Regions from separate parts of the Anas platyrhynchos genome. Here region 1 is linked to region 2. A link is a contact called in public Hi-C data. All regions are on one chromosome and are shown on one strand. Each heading gives the region's core, a stretch centred on a gene start, on an enhancer-like site or on the middle of the called end of the contact. The rest is flanking DNA. Distances are from core to core; before and after follow the strand shown.

What was found. A called contact is a pair of places that touch in the nucleus more often than the background predicts.
Region 1: a Hi-C map of liver shows a contact between it and region 2, with 2.7 times the contacts expected there. The contact joins two enhancer-like sites. A contact is called at or near these places in 2 of 8 Hi-C or Micro-C datasets (liver and subcutaneous adipose tissue).

Annotation. Positions count from the first base shown.
Region 1 is chr14:11,211,196-11,217,013 of IASCAAS_PekinDuck_T2T, forward strand. No RefSeq gene overlaps it. Among named protein-coding and RNA genes, the nearest start is that of STK10, 4.4 kb to the left of the region's middle. Within about 2 kb of position 2,421, at least 1 of the 8 cell types and tissues checked has an H3K27ac peak or open chromatin away from gene starts, as enhancers often do.
Region 2 is chr14:11,088,505-11,094,041 of IASCAAS_PekinDuck_T2T, forward strand. SH3PXD2B (SH3 and PX domains 2B) reads right to left here. Exons shown (of 15, transcript XM_038186487.2): 9 at 4,367-4,471; 10 at 3,588-3,671; 11 at 2,494-2,611; 12 at 1,081-1,307; 13 at 491-540; 14 at 245-370. Among named protein-coding and RNA genes, the nearest start is that of SH3PXD2B, 65 kb to the right of the region's middle. Within about 2 kb of position 2,292, at least 1 of the 8 cell types and tissues checked has an H3K27ac peak or open chromatin away from gene starts, as enhancers often do.

The DNA.
Region 1 (5,818 bases), core at 1,171-3,670, 120 kb after region 2:
TCAGCACAACACGACCGATGGAGCAGAAGCTGCTGACTCGATGGTGAGACTACACACAGCTCTGCGTTTAAATGTTGGCTGCAGAGGGTCCTTGGACCGAAGCAAACCAGTGGAGTTTGGTTTTATTATTAGTGATCCTGGTATGGTTTAGGGGTAAGGACTGGGTTGGACTCATTCTGTATGGGAAGAGGAATTGTTGATGAACACTTCAGATAAATATGAGTGGTTCAGCTTCCCAATAGCTAACCTGAATAAGAAGTTAGCCATTCCAAAGCAGCCATCTCTGAGCTATAGATCACAAGGATGTTTCACAGGCTGGTATCAAGTACTCAGGTACTGGAAATCAGAAAAGTTAAAACCACGGCTAGCAGGAAAACCAAAGCCCTGCACTGGCTGCTCTGTAGGACTACCTCAGCCTGGATATACAAAATTTGAGGTACCACTTGTCTGAGCTTGAGATTTGCATTACAGTCATTTGCTTTGCTAGAGTAAGTCCTTAAATCTGTGTTATCTTGCACAATTTAATCAGACTTAATGCTCTTAAGCATTGCCAGAATAATTTCTGTCACTTGATTTTATTATGTAGTATGCTTTAGCAGTCAATGATAGGTGAGGCTTTGCCTCCACAACTGATGGGAAATCTTGAACACATGGAAAAAGCATTGAAGTGTGTGACAGAGGCTGTGTTCTGGTTCTAGGGCAGAGTTTTCTTATTGTGAGGGGTCAGTGCCTTGGTGCTAATTCTGTTTGGGAGCTGAAGCTGAGATCTGGGTGTTTTCTGCAGCGTCTGTACTTAGATGAAGCGCTCTGCTTAGTGGCAGTGGCACTGGCACAGCATTTCCAGTGCCTGGATTTTCAGGGCGAGAAAGCCCTAACAGCAAGCGCTTCTCCAAAATGAGATTGGCATTAATGCTATAAAATTACAGGCCCCATGTAATGTTTTGAAAAAAGATATAGGGAACGCTGCATCGCTTAGGGTTTAAATCTGGAGATTACAAACACTGCACTTCAGATGTTACAACAAATGCAGCGCTCCGTAATACTAATTACCTAGCCGCTAGCTGATACGAGCGCTTGGCAATACCCCAAAGAGCTTTCTGTTACAGCACACCCCAGCACGTCCCCCCTGCTCTATCACGCCCTGGGTGCTCTGGAAGTTACCTGGCCTGGCTGCTCCTGGACCTCATACGGCTTGTGGGACCGCTCGGAGCAGCTGAGGGGGATTTTCAGCTCCTACTGAGGGTATCCCTTTCCCCCTTCAATTGCCTCCTTCCCTATCTGTGAAACAGAAAAGGGTCCAAAATCCCAATAAACCTGTTTGATTTTATAGTATCACCACCCCCTGCATCCCAGCAGCTCGTAAAGCCCCCCGTCAGGCTTGCTAGCACTGCACAAACACGATAACCAGCTCCCAGCCCCAGTGAGTAGATAATCAATGTACAAAAAACCCGGGGTGGTGATAAAGGGGATCTTTACAGCTGTACAAGCAAGATGCCAGGAACACAGGGCAGGAGTGAGTTTCTGGCTCACCGAAGCTAATTCCTTAGTACTGCAGCAAACCCCATCATGTAATCCTTTCCATAAACCGACCGTGCTCCGCGCTACAAAGCAGGTGGGGTTGCTGCCAACAGTTTTCTCCACATGGGGCTGTTCGCAGATGCTGGTCTGCTGGTTCACAGCTTCCTCACGTCCTGCCTGCAGGTCTGGAGTCTATTCCCGTGCTTTTGCGAGCCACCGTGGTGCTCCAGCTCAGGCGACACCTCTTCCCATGGACTGAGCCACTGGCAGCAATACAAGAGAAAAAGAGTTGTTTTTTCCCCGATGTTTCTGGTTTACTGAAAAAAAAATTTTGTATCTTTTTTTTTTTTTCCTTTGGGGTGTTTTTTTTTTTTTTTTTTTCTCCCAGAAAAGACAGAAAATCATGGGTGCTTTAACGTTGCTTTCCACATAGAAACTGCATATGTCCCTTTCATAAATCAGACATCTCATTAATGCCATCTATTAATTCCGAACAGTATCTCTTGTCTGCTGCTGTGTTTTTAATTGCCTGTGCAACTTGTTTGGGAGCAGCGGGCATTTAAAACAAAATAAATCCTGCTAATTACTGCTCACAGCTTTGTGCAGACGAGGCCTGAGAGCTCACTCTTTTCCAGATCTGCAGTTTTATTGCATGCTCTGTTATGACAGGCCTGAATAAAAACCAGCTCGTGCTGCTATTTGACCTTCTGGACCACAACGTGATGGGGAAGATCGGCCTGAATGACTTCTGCATCACGGTGTGCATCCTGAGCCATGAGGAGCCCCCCAGCACAGCCAACAGCCCCAGCCCATCCACGTGCTGCTGCCTGTGTGCAGGAAGCACCGGGGGCTTGGTATTTCCTGCAGGCATGGCCAGAAAGGGGTCACCTTTATTCTCTGGACACGAGCACCGTCTGGTATTCCACGTATTCTTTCAAAGCAGGAAATCAGCGCTCGTGACCTGTTTCTAAACCTTTCTGCCCCAAAACAGAACCGTCTTGAGAAGGATTTCGTCCACCAGCACTGGGGGACTGCCGTTCAGCTGCTGGATGTAGATGGTGATGTGATTGTGTGTATTGGGTCTGGCTGGAATGTTAACTTTCCCAGCAGCAGCCCATACAGTGCCGTACTCTGCAGTTGTAGCTGGAACAGCAGTGTTATCACACCAGTGTTGTGTCTGCTGCTGAGCAGCAGTGGCACAGTATTAGGCCTTTCTCTAACCCTCTTAGGGGGTGGGCAAAAGGTGAGGAGAGAAACATCACTAGGGCAGCTGACCTAAACCAATCAAAGGGATATTCCATACCATGTGATGTCACACTCAGCAATAAAAGGTGGAAACAGGAAGAAGAGGGGAGGGGTGGGCTCTCGTTGAGAAGACGTTGGTCCTCCTCTCGAACACCGGCTGCGTGCGTTGAGGCCTTGCTTCAAGGACGTGGTCAATCATCGCTCATTTGTGGGAAGTAGAGAGTAATTTCTTTCCTCTGCACTTCCATATAGCCTTCATTTATTTTGTTTGTTTGTTTTCCTCCCTTCTTTTTATTTTCCTTTTTTCCCCTCCCTTTCCCCTTTCCCTTTTTATTTCCCCTTAGTTAAATTGTTAGTTCATGGTAGTCTTTATTTAATTATTATAATTATTTCCCTTTAATTAAACTATCCTTATCTCAACCCGTGAGTTGTTCTTTGCTTTACTTCTCCCCCTCCTCATCTAAAGGAGGGGGAGTGAGAGAGCGGTTGTGGGGTTTAGTTGCCCAGTACGGTAAAACCACCACATTGTGTCATGAGTTTCAAGCCACAAAGCTTCTCTTTAACATCCAGAAAGAAGAACTTAAGATATTCTAAGACCAATATTCCTGGAAATGAGGTAAAATTAGAGAAATTACAGTCCAGACAGAGGCCATGAAAATACCCCCGTATTTAAAATTAGTCCTTGGGAGGTGAAAAGTTTGCTGCCTCTGGGAGAGGAAGTCAGAAACTATGTGGGAGAAAGCAAGAAGAGCAGCCTGTCTTCTTTAAGGATGTAATTCCCAAAGTCTTAATTGGGAATGGTTTAACAGCAAAATAGCAAAAGGTAGAAAGTATTTTGGGGGGTAACAGCATCAGTCCCACTGGGGACAGCTCTCCAGTGCCCTCAGAGCAGCTTCCTGGACCAAGCAGCCTCAGCCCTGAGCTGCAGTGATGCTGTCCTCCCACCTGAAGCCTCCTGATGGAAAGGATGCTGTCGGTAGGAGCAGCCCAGCCATGTGATGCAGTAGCAAAGGCTCCCTGCTCTCCCCCTTTATGCCCATGCAGTGACCCAGATGTTATGGATTACCATGACACCTGCAAGTCGTTACAGAAAGGTGGAGAAATATCAGTGTGCCAGGGAGGTGCCCTGTGAGCCTGTAACATGTTTGGGTTGAGCTGGGGGCAATAAGTTCAATCCAATTTCTCCTGAGTGAGCTGGGGAGCCAGAGAAAGTTGGAGAAGGGGGGTGAGAGCTGGGGTGCTGGGTTTGCCTCTGTGTCTGAAATAACTGCTTATATCAGCCAAGGCTTTTTTGCTAAGCTAGGTATCCATCTTCAAATCTAGAAATTGAGCTATGTGGAATTTAAGATGTTTGCAGTCATCTTCATTGATAACCAGGAGGAGAAGAAAAGAGGAGAAAGAGGAAAGGGAGCAGTGGCTGACCTCCCAGAGGGACCAGCATGCTCCCAGTAGGCCCAACAAGACTTTCCCCAGCTGGGAACAATGCAGCCTTGCTTCTCCATCCTCCAGTTCACTTTAGAGACACCAAATAGGTGAATCACACTCGTAGAAGGTGAATACACCAAAGGGATGTGGCCCAGCAACTGCTTGTTCTGTTTTCTCCATTTCATGTTGCTGCTGCCCTACCAAGATGAATACCAGAGACTGACATCCAAGGAGGAGGAGGAAGGATGGGCACAACTCAGACTTCAGCCTCGTGCTTCACAACTCTCCCCAGGAGTACCTGATAGCAGCATTACCCCCTGCCCTGTACACTGGGGGGGGTCTCTGCCTGTCCCCCAGTGCCATCACACGCTGCCTTAGCGAGGAGCCTCCTCCCCGGCTATTTGGCGATGCTCAGATGCAGATGAGCACAAAGAAAAGCCAATTTGATGTTCAGCAGCCTCATCTCTCCAGCACAGCACCCATTTGGGGTTGTCAGCTTCCCCCTCCTGTGTTTTCTGCCTCAGTGTGCGTGCCTGGGGGTCGGGCAGCTCCCCTGCATCCTCGTCACTGCTCTTATGGGGAACAGCTCAGCTAAAGGAAACGCTGTTTTCTTTGTTAACTAAACCACCTAATTAAAGCCATGTGGAGGGAAAGCAAGAGAGGCGGTTTCTCTTGCTAAATATTGATTGTTTACGCTTTGGACACAGCAGCCCAGTGAATTTATTTCCCTTCTCACCTTACACTGAGGGCATCGCACCATTCAGCCTCCTCCAAGCTCACTGCCATTAAAGACCTCCCCTAATGAAGCTGCAAGGCTGTAGCATAAGGGATTAATTAGAACAGAAAATTCCCATCTCCAGGCTCAGCCACTGACCCCACATGAAGCCAGGCTTGAGCACGCCTGCAGCATGGCATCCCGGCTCCCAGACCTTTACAACTGCTCCGACTCCAGAGAAAATAAACCGAGCGCCTGAAAGCCCCACTTTGAGGGATTGTGAGAAGGGAACACAATGAACCACTCCTCACAAAGCTGGAATTTACCTTTATGCCCTGTGTTTTTACGAGCTTCCCAGCCAGATTCCCCCTGTGGCACGTGGGGGGCATCTGGAGTTCCTGCACTGACCGAGGCAGCCACCCCAATGTGAGCACCAGCAAAATGAGGTCCACAGCCAGGACAGTCCCTCCGTGCAGCAGATGTGATGCTTTTGGAGCTGACCACCAGGTACGAGTGCAGCACGGGGCTGCAGGAGCCCAGATGGAGCAGGATGGGTGCGTTTGCCAGCCCAGGGCACGGCACCAACTCACCTTCGGCACGCAGCCTGCAGGGATGGCGCAGCACCCACCTGGGGGAAAAATGCTGCACAACCTCGGGTAGTCAGATAGGGCTCAGTTAACTATGAACACGGTCACACTACAAACATTAATTATATTCCATGCTAGAAAGAAGGGAAACAAAATAGTCTATGTGACTGCTCTGCAAACCAGCATATATTCCCCTAAGCTCATACGGTGCGGGGTATGAACAAACACCCAACCTCACTGCTTGCAGCAGCAACTGGGAAAATTTAATTTCTCGTGCAAACTTTGACACGAAGTCCACTTCCTGCTGGGGTTTTGCTTAGGTTCACAG
Region 2 (5,537 bases), core at 1,042-3,541:
GAGTAAGCTGGGGCAGCCATGGAGAAAAAATCCTCTTAAATAGGCACAGTGTACATTTTGAAAAGCAAAATCACATCTACAACAGGGATTCTGTGAACAAAACTGGGTGTCCAATTCTGGAAGGGCTTTTAGTGTTATACCTAAAGTCTCACGAGCTCCTGCTCTGTGATGTTAACAGTCCACAGAGGTAATCACAAGCACTGTTCTGATGGCAAGATGCGAGGAGGGAAGACAACAGACTCACCTCTACTTTCATTCCTGCCTGGAAGCTGATGCCGTCAGGGATGGTGGTCTGGAAGTCAGCGATGGTGTAATATTCCTCTTCCACTTGAGGAGGGACAGGAGGTTTAGGCAGGTTCAAACCACGTGGCTGTGACAATAAAAAAGAAAACCCATCAGCATGTCTCTACAGGAGGTGTAACACAAGGTCCACATAGACAGAGGAGTCTTAAGGCAGCAGGGAGGTGGTGTGCATGCTCTGTGCACTTACTATGGTGAGATCTCGGCGAGGAGGGGGTCTCTGCCGCATCTTCGGTGACTCTGTGGAGGAAGAATTTCAGATGCTGTTGAAGGTTGGCTTTCAGTCACACACGCATTCCCATAAGGCAAGTGAAAGAGAAGGCAGAAAGGCAAGGACTAAGCCTGCCTCAGGCAAGCAAGCCAAACGAGGAACCTCTCTGCCTGGTACCCTGAGTGATGCAGGTCACCCAGGTTCCAAGGTTATCCTGCTGGAAGAGGAACCAGCTCTGCACCATCAGGTGCTGCTGGGAAATGCAGCTGAGGTGACCACACAGAACTGCTTTTTCACCCCAAAGACCTGACCTGCTGAGGGATTAAACTGTGCAGCTCCTGTGGAGAGGTGTCTGCAGCTGTACCTGCAGGCTGAGAGGCCCTTATTTATTCACACCTCTGCTGTTCCTCAGCAGACCCCGGGGCAGCACTGCACCCATGCCAGTGTCACCTCCAGACCTTGCTGCAGAGCTCACGGTGCCTTGCAAGCCTTCTGCCTCTCCTTTGAGCTATGTTGCTCACAATTCTGCAGGATAGGCTGCACTGACACCTTCCCAGCTGGCCACTTACTGCGTCGGATGTCAGCGTTGGGCAGGGGACGGCTGTCGAACCTCCCGTCCCTTTGGCCGGTGAGCCCGTCCTTCTCTCGGCTGGCCACGATCTGCTGCCGGGAAATGCCGTCCAGATCCAAGGCACAGGAGTGAGTGGAGGAGCCTGAGCCCAGCTTCTGCGAGAACATCTCTCCATTCCCCTTTTTGAGATAGGAGGCGGGGGCCCAGCCTTCTTGGCCCTGGTACCTGCAGCGACAACAACGGCAGCGTCACTGTGCCGAGCCTCAGTGCTGCCCCGAGCCCGTGCATGGGGCCACCAGGTGTCCCTGGGGCCGGGGCTCAGCACAAGCCTGGATTTGGGCAAAGTGAGCTCGCTCGGTGCCAGGCTCCATGCCAGGTGGCACCTGGAGAGCCGCAGCAATGACTGATGCTCCATGCAGGCTGCTGCAGCCAGCAGGCCGAGGGCTGGGAACGGCGAGGAGCCCGATTTCCTTTTCACCTCAGCGATGGCACCGGTTCAGGAATGAAACGCACTGGCAGGGGAAGTGAAGGGGAAAACCAGAGGGTTGCTGCTAGGATTGATGTACCTGTTCTCTGGATGAAGCTCAGCCTGGATCCCTTCCCTGCTCTAAATCTGTGCTGTTTAGGAGAGGAACCAGCGCTGTGATCTGATTGAAAAACCACATCCACGGAGTCTGCCTGCCATGCTCGAGGGTCTTGCGCCAGCGTCGGAGACGCTCCTGCTGGCTGGGCTGCAGCCACTGCACTCACATGGCACCGGATCCTGAGCTTGTAATTGCCTTTGGAGTTCTTGTGGCAGCTCTCCTCTGCTCAGAAAGTCAATGGACATTTTTCTGGGGCTTTGCTTCTGCCAATACCACAGGTTCAACGCAAGGTTAAGAAAACCGTGGCATATGCTCCCACCCTGCTCAAGTCCAGCCATTAGCTAACGCCACAGAGAAGCAAAAACGAGCTTCCAGGAGAAAACAAGTATCAGCTCAGGATGATCGGGAGCGTTTGGCCTCAGCACACCCTGTACACAGCAGAGCTGGCCCGGACAACGGCCCTGCTCCGCAGGAACCTCCTAACACAGCCAGAGCATCCAGCCTGCCTCCAGGACACTTGCTGCTTTTCCTATCAGCAGCACATGATGTAACATTAATGCTCCCGGACCCGCTGCTGGGGCATGTGATGCTGTGACGCAGTCCACCTCCCCAGCACAGGAAACTGAGGGATTTTCAAGATGTTTAACCACAGCTATGCTTGGCTGAAACCTTGAACTTCAGTAAGCCTTGGTATTTAGGGATGGAGAGAAATGAGTTCTGCTATTCTGCCCTCCTCATTGCTCTAGGCTTGCCCTTGGACTGTGCATCGGGGTCTCTGCTTTGCATAGCCTGCAGCGCCAGGGAAGGGCAAGAGGCAGGGACGGTACCTGATTTTCCACCAGCCCTCCAGGTTCTTCTGGATCACCTCCACCACAGCCCCTTTGTCCAGGTTCATTTCATCCTGGTCTCTTGCAGTGTATGGGTAAATAACTGTGTACTTCTCCTCTGTAGGAAAGAAAGTGGAGTTTTACTAAGATATTGTTTTACAGAAACCTGGAAATAGTGGCTAAGTGTTTTCTGTGAACAGTAATTCTTGTTGTAACATAGGTGCAAACACACAGAGATACACAACTGTTCAGAAAAAAAATGCCAGTGAAATGAATTCCAAAACAAACCCAGTTGCATTTTGAAATGTAAGCTTTGGTGAGCTTCCCCTATGACAGCCAAGGTGAGGAGGCACTGAATGCCCACTTCTTTTCCTTTCACCCTCTCACATCCAGCCAGCCTGTGGTCCCAGCTCTTGCTCTGGGATCCTGTGCTACTCGCTGACCACAAAGATACAGCATAGGAAGCTGCTTGACCCCAAAAAGAACCCAATCCCAGCTACCACCATGGTCTTTAATCACTTTCATACATCGCTCAAGCTTCCCCTCCCAGTTGCTTTTTGCCTTCATCCTCCTGAATAGCCACTGTTCCTGAAAATGCTCTCCTCCAGGGCTTGAAAACACATCCAAACTGGGTGCCCGGCCCTTTGTCCTTGCCTTCTTGGAAAAGCACAGCTCTCGAAAGACCTGATTCCCCTCCCGCTTCATGCAAATGAGTCAAAGCAGCAAACGTCCTGCCCCATCCAGCAAAACCAGGTCGGCTCTTCTGCTCTTGGTGCTGCCTGAGCCACCGACACCAGGACCTGGCTGAGAGCAGGGACTAAGGCAGCAGCTACAAGAAGTTCGCATAAATGTTTTTGGGGACAGCAGGGACTCCAGTCTCTGTACCCAAAACAAGCCTCAAAAAGTTAGAAGGAACAGCTGATAGCGAAAAGAGAGGTGGACGTGAGTGAGCTGATGGAAGGCTGAGGAGCACACATGGCACATACCGAGGAGGACACAAGCAGAGTCCCTCCCATGCAAAGCAAACAAACATGCACACAACAAGGCTGCAGGCACAAAACCAGGGCAGCTGAACACGTCTCTACAAAGTCCACCTTGACCCCATCCACTGGTGTACAAGTCCCCAAGGGTCCGACGGCGGCCAACGTGCCTGGGCAGGGACCAGTATCTCCACGGGACTGGGAAGAGCATGTTGGGGAAGCAGGAGAAGGACAAGAGAGGACGTAAGGAGGCAGCACTTCGGGTCTCAGAGGAAACAGGGTTGACAGCAGAGAGAGGCACAGAGCTGTACTCACCTGGAGCTCTCTGGGCGCCCTCCCTGGTTTGAACCCCCATCCCACCTCCATCTCCCCAGGAAAAGGGCTGAGCAAACTACAGCACTGCTCTGAGCATACAGCGGTCAGTGGAAAGGATGCGTGCTGCAGGGCTGGTTCACATTTACTGTACGCAAAGGTTGCAGCTTTGCTACTCTCATCATGTGGACTCACGCATGCTCTTGCTTTCTGCATGACATCAAAAGACACAGGAATTGTCCTAGGATCTGAGGTTTGCTCCTCCTCCTCCAGTACATGCAAACCACCTCCCTGGGAGCACAGGGGGCATCGTGATGGCAGGACTGGGTGTTCCCCAGAGGTGGCACCTTCAGCCCCTCTGGGGGAGCAGGAAGACCAGCAGCTGCACTGCCAGCATCCCGCTGCCACACTCCTGGTGCAGCACTGGAGCAGAGCGGGCAGACACAACTGTGGCACTTGTGGGTTTGTCCTCCCCAGAGCTTTTCCCCTCCTTAGGTCAGAAAGGGCTAAGCAATCCTGCAAGCCACTCAGCATAGCTCAGCACAAAGAAGCTGGGGCAGTTATCTCCAGGCACCTCTTACCTTCGTCAGGCTGCATGGAGAACTCATCCTGGACGCCATCCTGGGCCTCCAGACAGGTCGCTGGCACCCAGCCTTGCTCCTCTGATGTGCTCACAAACCACCAGCCTGGGAACAAAGCAGCAGGAGGATCAGCCAAGGACAACCACCAGCCAAAAATCACCTCCCTCCCTACAAGCCCTGAATCTGGGGGGCTTTGTCCCCTCTGTGCTGCCATACAGGAGGCTGAGGTTACCCCGAAAGGGAGCACACACAGCAGCAAGGGAGAATTGCAGCTGAACGGTACCCAAATGTACAGCTCCCTCGCCACGGTCACAAAAAATGGGACAACTCAGAAGTGAATGACTCCAGCCACCTCATTTGCTATCTTTTTTATTTTTGTTTTTCCCTTCATGGTTCATTTTCTCTCAGTATGGGTCAGCAAGTCCAGTCTAATTAGCCGAGATGAATACACTGTCTGCAAATCGATAACTGACTCCTGCTGCGCTCTCGCCTTCTTAACATTTGTGAAAACAGCAGATTTTAAAAGCTAGGAGCAAACGCAGGATTAAAACACAAGCTCTCCCAGCGGAAACCTGGCCAGCTCCACAGAGGCCACTAACAATCCCGAGCCACCCTGGGTGTACAATCAACATAAACGCGTGCTCCTCAGTTATGAAAAGCACAAGCTATTTGTGTCTTTAGGGGGGAGAAAAATAAAGACCAGCGTTATTTTCAGAGCCTCACCAGCAAGTCATTTAGAAAGACAGTGATTGTCAGGAAGGGAATCAACAGCTACCTGCCTGGAAGTGAAAACCAGGGCTGACATTTCATAAATAAATGATTTGCCATACCTTTTGAATTGGCTGTGTTAATAGGTTTCACTTGCTTTAAGATTGCTTTTATTTTCCTCATTCTCAAGCACGGCTGCTGGTTCAACTAATCCTCTTGGGACTGGGTTTCCGGAATTTAAAAATCTATTTTCCTGATTTATCTGTAAACCCCCCTAAGCAACTTCTATTACCTTTGGGAAATAAATTCCCCTTTTCAACCAACTCCAGAAGGCGGACCTATGACACAACACATTCCCCTTGCAAAGGTTAAGAGCAAGTTTAAGCTTTAGCAAGCAAACATCTGGGCTGCCTGCCCCTGCCCCAGGGCCGAGTGCTGCATGGTGTTCTCCTTTGGAGGAGGC